2 separate regions of the Mus musculus genome follow, and region 1 is linked to region 2. The links are chromatin contacts, called in public Hi-C maps. All regions are on one chromosome and are shown on one strand. The core of a region is the stretch at or near the end of the contact, and the rest is flanking DNA. Distances in the headings are between cores, read along the strand shown. Region 1 has its middle 22 kb from the start of 2410004P03Rik. Region 2 holds the start of Pqlc3 (PQ loop repeat containing).

The links. Hi-C and Micro-C count contacts between places; a contact is called where the count stands out from the background.
Region 1: a contact with region 2 is called in a Hi-C map of the G1E-ER4 cell line, with 1.9 times the contacts expected there. The contact joins the enhancer-like site here to the promoter of Pqlc3 in region 2. A contact is called at or near these places in 3 of 39 promoter capture datasets (the 3T3-L1 cell line, 3T3-L1-derived adipocytes and pre-B cells) and 3 of 484 Hi-C or Micro-C datasets (the G1E-ER4 cell line and pre-pro-B cells).

The regions. Positions count from the first base shown.
Region 1 is chr12:17,032,001-17,035,287 of GRCm38.p6, forward strand. No RefSeq gene overlaps it. Among named protein-coding and RNA genes, the nearest start is that of 2410004P03Rik, 22 kb to the left of the region's middle. Within about 2 kb of position 1,656, at least 77 of the 459 cell types and tissues checked have an H3K27ac peak or open chromatin away from gene starts, as enhancers often do. A contact at or near this core is called in the G1E-ER4 cell line, where this site is marked.
Region 2 is chr12:16,998,523-17,001,612 of GRCm38.p6, forward strand. It overlaps Pqlc3 (PQ loop repeat containing), which reads right to left and starts at 1,596. Exons shown (of 7, transcript NM_172574.2): 1 at 1,291-1,596. The coding sequence starts at 1,433.

The DNA of each region.
Region 1 (3,287 bases), core at 406-2,905, 34 kb after region 2:
CATACACACACACACACACACACACACACACACACACACACACCAGGGTCTATCTGTGTAACCCTAGCTATTCTGGGACTACCTATGGAGACAATTCATAGACACCCACTTATCTCTGCCTCTGAGTGTTGGAGTTAGAGAAGCACACTGCCAGGCTTACCTTGGATGACATAGTCTCTTGGTGGTGTTGTGTAAGGTACAGATTCCCTGTTCTCCTGCATACCTGGAGATTGGCAGGGGGAAGAACCCTGGTCTCCAAGTCCTTGATGGTCCTAGGTGCTAGAGGCTGAGAGGTTAGGTCTCCTCCTTTCTGCCTCAGGCGTCTGGAGTTTGTGGTAGAAGTTGTAACCTTTGTCATGTGTGGTTTGGAGAACCCTGCCGTCCATTTTGGCCAGTGTCCTGGCTGCTGTAGATGTCCTGATCTATGGGTGGCACTTGCATTGGTCCCTAGCTCGACAGACCTCATGGGTAGTGCTATTGGAAAAGGTGCCCATGTTAAGCTTTCCACTGCTCCTTGTTCCTGGCTCCACCTAGGGACACCTCCATGTCCTGTGGAGCACATCGGGTTCTAAGGACCAGTCACTGACCCAGTGTGTTTCCCAAGCACCATGGTCCTAATGGTGATGGAGAGCCAGGCTATGGAGATGGGGTGGGAAGGGCAGACGCCCTTTTCCAAGAGTCTCAAATAAGAATCAGGACAGGTTCTTGCCTCAGCTTTCAACTTTCTAAACTTCGTGGACCACAAAGGATGTGGTTGCCATTGCTCCCTGCATGTACTGCCTGCCTCTCTACCCTTCTTCCCATACCACCCATGTGACCGGAAGGCTCATGACCTTTCTTCTGCTATCGAGGGTACCCCTCCTAATCTTTCACTCTTTAAGGCTGTGTTTCCTCTGGCCCATTCTGCATCCCCAGGAGTCCCTTGAGGACATAGCCTGTTATCTGTTCATCTACCACTGGTGCCAGGGAGTTCACCCCAGAAGCACAGGCCTGAAAATGAAAGTCATCCTCTGGTCACTGGGTCACCAAGAGGCTGACTCTTTCTCTAGCGTCAAAGGGAAACACGCTTTGACTCTCTCCTAGAAAATTCTAGACACACCAACACGGCACCTACGGGAGCCTTGGGAAGCATATTGAGAAACGCTATTCTGGATATTTTTGTGATACTCCAAATAACTTCAGTTTTCTCTCTCATCTTAAAGTCTCTTCTAACAACAAAAAAAACTCTTGCGTTGAGGACTTCCTTCCCAGCAGGTGGCGCTATTGAGCAGTGATTGAATCCTGAGCACCAGCAATCTATTCCTGAGTTCATACATAGGCTACAGATCCTCTCTGTGCCTTGTGTGTGTGTGTGTGTGTGTGTGTGTGTGTGTGTGTGTATAATATATATATATATTGGGGCTCTGCACAAATGAAGCTATCGCCATTACCGACCAAGCATTAGTTGAGGGACGATAAGTGTCCACCGAGAAGAAATGAAGCCCATTTGTGAAGTCAGTAGCAAGCGGGCCTCTTTGTACTTTGAAGCAGCAGAAAAGGCCAAACAGACCCATTGTTGCTATTTGTGGCTTTAAGAAGACCCTATATCTGATTGGCTGAGTGAAGAACAGAGAGGGTGTGGTAGAAACCGGAAGCACACTGTCTGTGGGGCCCTCAGCAGAACCATGTGGACTGCATCTCTACATAACCACACAGCAGCCGCAGAGCAGACAGTGAGCATGATCACACGGCACTTGGCAGAAAGGCAGACAGACTGGCTCGCCTCAGACGCTCCAGCTGGACCTCAGACGGAAGGTGCAGAGATTCAAATCCTTGGTCTCTCCACCGGGGATGTGAGCACCCTGGGTCCTCTTACATTGTAAGCGATGGGCTGTTAGGAATGACAGCCCCGAAGTCAACCAAGGTGGTTTTCATTCTCTCATTTGTCTGCCCTGAACACTTCACTCATTGGCAAGTATGTACGGTCCAGCTGGGAGGACTGATAACCAGCTCACAAAAGAGGTACCTTGAGTCCCCTGGCCGCAGTGAAACGGCTCCTCTAGGGTCAACACCTGGCTAGGGGCTGGCTGCTCCCTTTCTGTGCTTTTGTGCAAGAACCTTCCCTGTAGGGTGTGGACTGGCCCGGTACATTCTGCGTGTCTCCCATGGTCCTGGCTATGCACATTAACTGTAACACGATGACATAATTATAGAAACAGAGGACACCCTTCATTTCCTCAGTCACCTGCAGACCCAGAATATGCTGGAGAAAACTTGGATGCACCAACTCCTCATTACAAGCTGAGGCTAGCAATGAACAAAATAAATATGCATTGGAGACTGAATGCTATAATTAGCGTTTCCATGTGGCTAAAGAAAACGAGAGACATTTTAATTCCGGGCCTCTGGTTGCATGTTAAGTTGCTGCGAAGGGAATGGTCCTTGGGGGTTAACCTGTGAGGGACAGGCATTGTCTTAAGATCCTTGGTGTAGGTGGGATTCAAATGGAGCGGCTATGCCATTAGATAGCCCAGGGCTGAGCTTACTTCCTAGAGCCCAGTGAATACTCCCAATTGTAAGAGAGGCTGGCGTCGTCCCCTGGCACCCATGGTCCGGGTGAATCTATTCATTTAATAAATAATTAGCATTCGCATATCTGTTGTTCCTGGTGATGTCAGAAAGTACCTTTTCGTACTGTCTTCCAAATTCACATCTAGACGTGTGATGCTTTGACCTGCTACCTCCTTTAACTCAGTGCTGGGGACAATCTCAAAGCATTGTCCTGCTCTGCCCTTGGGGTAGCTAGCCAGCCTGAGGATTTTGTGCTTTCTTGATAACATAACTGGAGAAACTGGCATGTCTGAAAGAGAACAGGCCACATGGTCCTGAGCTCTTCTGCCCAAGGGGTGATAGGACTCTGTGTATCTCTTCTGGGGGATACATGGGGATTTGAGGTGACAGATAGGCAATCTGGGGGAATCCCCAGCATGGAGCCCAGGAGAGTCAAAGAGGAGATACCCGGCTCTTCTGCCTTCCGTGTTCCCAGGCACCAGCTTGTTGTAACACCGCGTTCTCAGGCCTCAGTGACTACAAGAGTTGTAAAACAGGCTGTAGCCTCACTGAAGGCACAGTGGCCACAATTAGCAACTGGAGAGGTGCAGTGTTGATCTCACAGGCATGAGGTGACTTATCCCAACTCACCTAAGAAGATTGTTCACACTAAGAGCTTTTTAAAACCCCAGTTTAGAGAGAGCTGAAGAATTCTCTCTGCCATTCAAGACCATCTTTAACAGAAAGCACACCGGAAG
Region 2 (3,090 bases), core at 346-2,845:
GGAGGGGGAAGGGAGCTAAAGAAGGGAAGGAGGAGTCAGAATGTAGACCGACAGGATCCAGGTAGATTGCCGTCCTATCCCTATTGTTCCTGCCTCTGGATTAAAACAACTTTACCAATAAAGCTGCTTGAGGATTTGCCTGTAGGGGCCCCAGAAGGACCTTCAGAAAGTTCTCAGGAACTAGGAACCATTGTAGTCTGGCGGAAGTAGGGATAAATAACTAGTAGATTTCAATGGTGGATCATATTCGTGCCTTCTGGCCACAGAACTGGTCTTAACCCTGCTAAGCCCACCTACTGCCTCAAAGGGAGAAAGGGAGGCCTTTGGGAGTTCCAGAAAGAGCCTGCTATTTACAGCACGACCTACTGCAAGACCCTTCCAGATCCCGGGGAACATTCCATGGCCAGAGCTGTTTTCTACTGGAGTCAGCTGTTGGATTTGAGACCATCTCTGGTTGAGTTTACGAATTTAAAGCCAGGCAGCAAAGAGTTAGCTACAAGCAGAATAGGAGACGTTGGGCTGGCACTCTGTAGGCATCCCTGAGCTTTCTATTCAGTCCTGCATCCTGAAGCCTCAGCTTCAGATGCCTATGAAGAATTTAGCAAACCAGAGGTCAAATAGCTCTCCTGACTTCACACCCGCATCCTCTGCCACAGCCAGACTGTCACTTTTGCATCCTCCAGTCTGTCTGTTGCCTTACCTCTCACCCTGACAGCCTTCTCCCTTCTCTGAAATTCACATACTCTTGTACTGTGCAGCCTTACGGGCCAGAGACCCTTCAGAGCCCCGCCTACCATCAAGCGTCCCTGGAAAGGTACACCTTGAAGCACCGCACCCCTTCCCCAACTCTATAGATGGGCGCGCCCCACTGAATGGACACAGGACCAATGGGTGACCGTGGGGTGAGGCTAGTGTCAAACCGAGAGGGCTCAGCCTGGTGCAAGATCACAGGACTTAGGGGTGTGTTTTCCGTTTGCTTTTTCCAACCAAAGTTTTACAACTTTGCCCCTTACTCTACTACATAGCCAAGGCTATTGAGAACTTGGCTCCTGCAGCAGTCACAGGCCATCCCTACCCGTTGGACCCCAGCTCAATTTTCAAACGTCTACTCAAGTTCCCCATCTTCGCTGAATTTGTAAAATGGGCATGCTCAGGCAAATCGTGGAATTTGGGAAGAAGCAGGGGAGGTGGGTGGGAGCGCCCCGGGTAAGCACCTCCTAGCCCCGAGCCCCCGAGTTAACCCTTGGTTTCCCGGACTCCCAATTCCTCGCAGGCCTCCCGGGACCTTACCCCGCCAGCTCCAAAAGTAAACTAGGGAGGCTGATGCCCCGCGCGCTGCGCGCCGCCAGCTGCGCGTAAATCTGCGGCAGCTTGAGTGCGGCGCAGACGCCCAGCGTGCTCCAGTTGCAGAACCATAGCAGTCCGGCCTCCATTCTGCAATCTCGGACGTGCCGGGCCAGGGGGGTTCAGGATCTTATAGGTGAGAACCGGAGGCTCAAAGTCCAAAAAGTCCTTCCGCCTTGCCGCCGGCCGGGTCCCGCCCTGATCACGCCCCGAGCTGCTGTGCAGCAAGTGCGCTCCGCCCCGAGTCTGCTCCACTCAAGATGCTCCCTACCCCTTTAGTCTGTTCCGCGCCCGTGCGCCCCGCCCAGAGTCTGCTCCGCTCGGAGCGCACCCCGCCCCAGTCTGCTCCGCTCCTAGCGCACCCAGCTCGGAGTTGGCTTGGCTCGGGATGCTCCCTGCCCTGTGTCTGCTGTGCTCCCGGTCCTTCCAGACTCCAGGGCGGTGGTTCTGTCCTGCCCTGTGTGCGCACTGCCTGGAGTCTGCTCTGCTCCCGGTCCTTCCAGACCCCAGGGCGGTGGTTCTGCCCTGCCCTGTCAGGCACTGCCAACTGCTGATTCACTTTCCGGGTTCCACCCAAGGGTGCTCCTCCTCGCAGAGTGGAAACGCCCGAACAGACTAGCCTTCTCCGGGGTTAGGTGGGCCCAGGGCCTACACACACACACACACACACACACACACACACACACACACACACACACACACACACACACACACACACACACACACCAGGACACACACACACACACCAGGACATTCACCCATAGGCTCATTTTCCTGTTTTCTCATGCAAATTGGCCTTGAACTAACTAACTAACTAACTAACTAACTAACTAACTAACTCTCTCTCTCTCCCTCTCTCTTTCTCTCTCCCTCTGTGTGTGTGTGTGTGTGTGTGTGTGTGTGTGTGTGTGTGTGTGTGTGTGTGGCCTAAGCCAGCCTTCAACCTCGGATCCACCTGCTTCCGCTTTCCAAGTGCTAAGATTTCTAGTGTGTGCCACTGCACCAGGCCGTTGACCTTGTGGTTTGAGACAGGATCACGCGACCCATGTTGGCTTTTTCCTACCTTCTTTTGGCAAATGCTGGGATTACAAGCTTGTTCCATCGTACCCTCTGAGAGCCCACTCTTTCCAACCTTCCCTCCTCTTTTTATTTTTATTAGGTTTTGTTGTTGTTGGCATGTGTGCGAGTCTGTGATTGAGTGCTTGTGTAAACAAATGGACAACCTCAAGTGTCATTCCTCCAGGACTGTGTACCGCCCCCCCCCCACTTTCCCTTTTTAAGGTGGATTCTGGGGATCTAATTCAGGTCCTCAAAGGAGTTGGTAGATGACTATTGATAGGGGATGTTGCTGCTGTTTCCCCTCGGTTGGGTCCATGCTCTCTCTCATATGAGGGCAACTGATCGCTGGCTGGAGAGCTCAGGGCCCATAGCACACCCTTGGAAGGTGAGTGTAGTGGGAGTGTCATGAGGTCCCTCTCCTGTAGTGCTTATAAACTGTAAACAGTAGCTTTGGGGGAGGGGGAGGGAGGCTGACAACCTGACTGCAGTCAGTGATGCAGTTTTCTTTCCTGAGTCATCACCCATGCTGGGTGGTGCAGTGCCTGTATCACTTGCAGTCCAGTTAACAATCCCAATAGATGCATTGTCGACCAAAGCTGCACATGATGGGATTGATTCTTTGGGCTATTGGAGCCCTACCTGGGGAGAGTTGGCACCTCTGTATATCTCCGCAGGAGAAACAACACA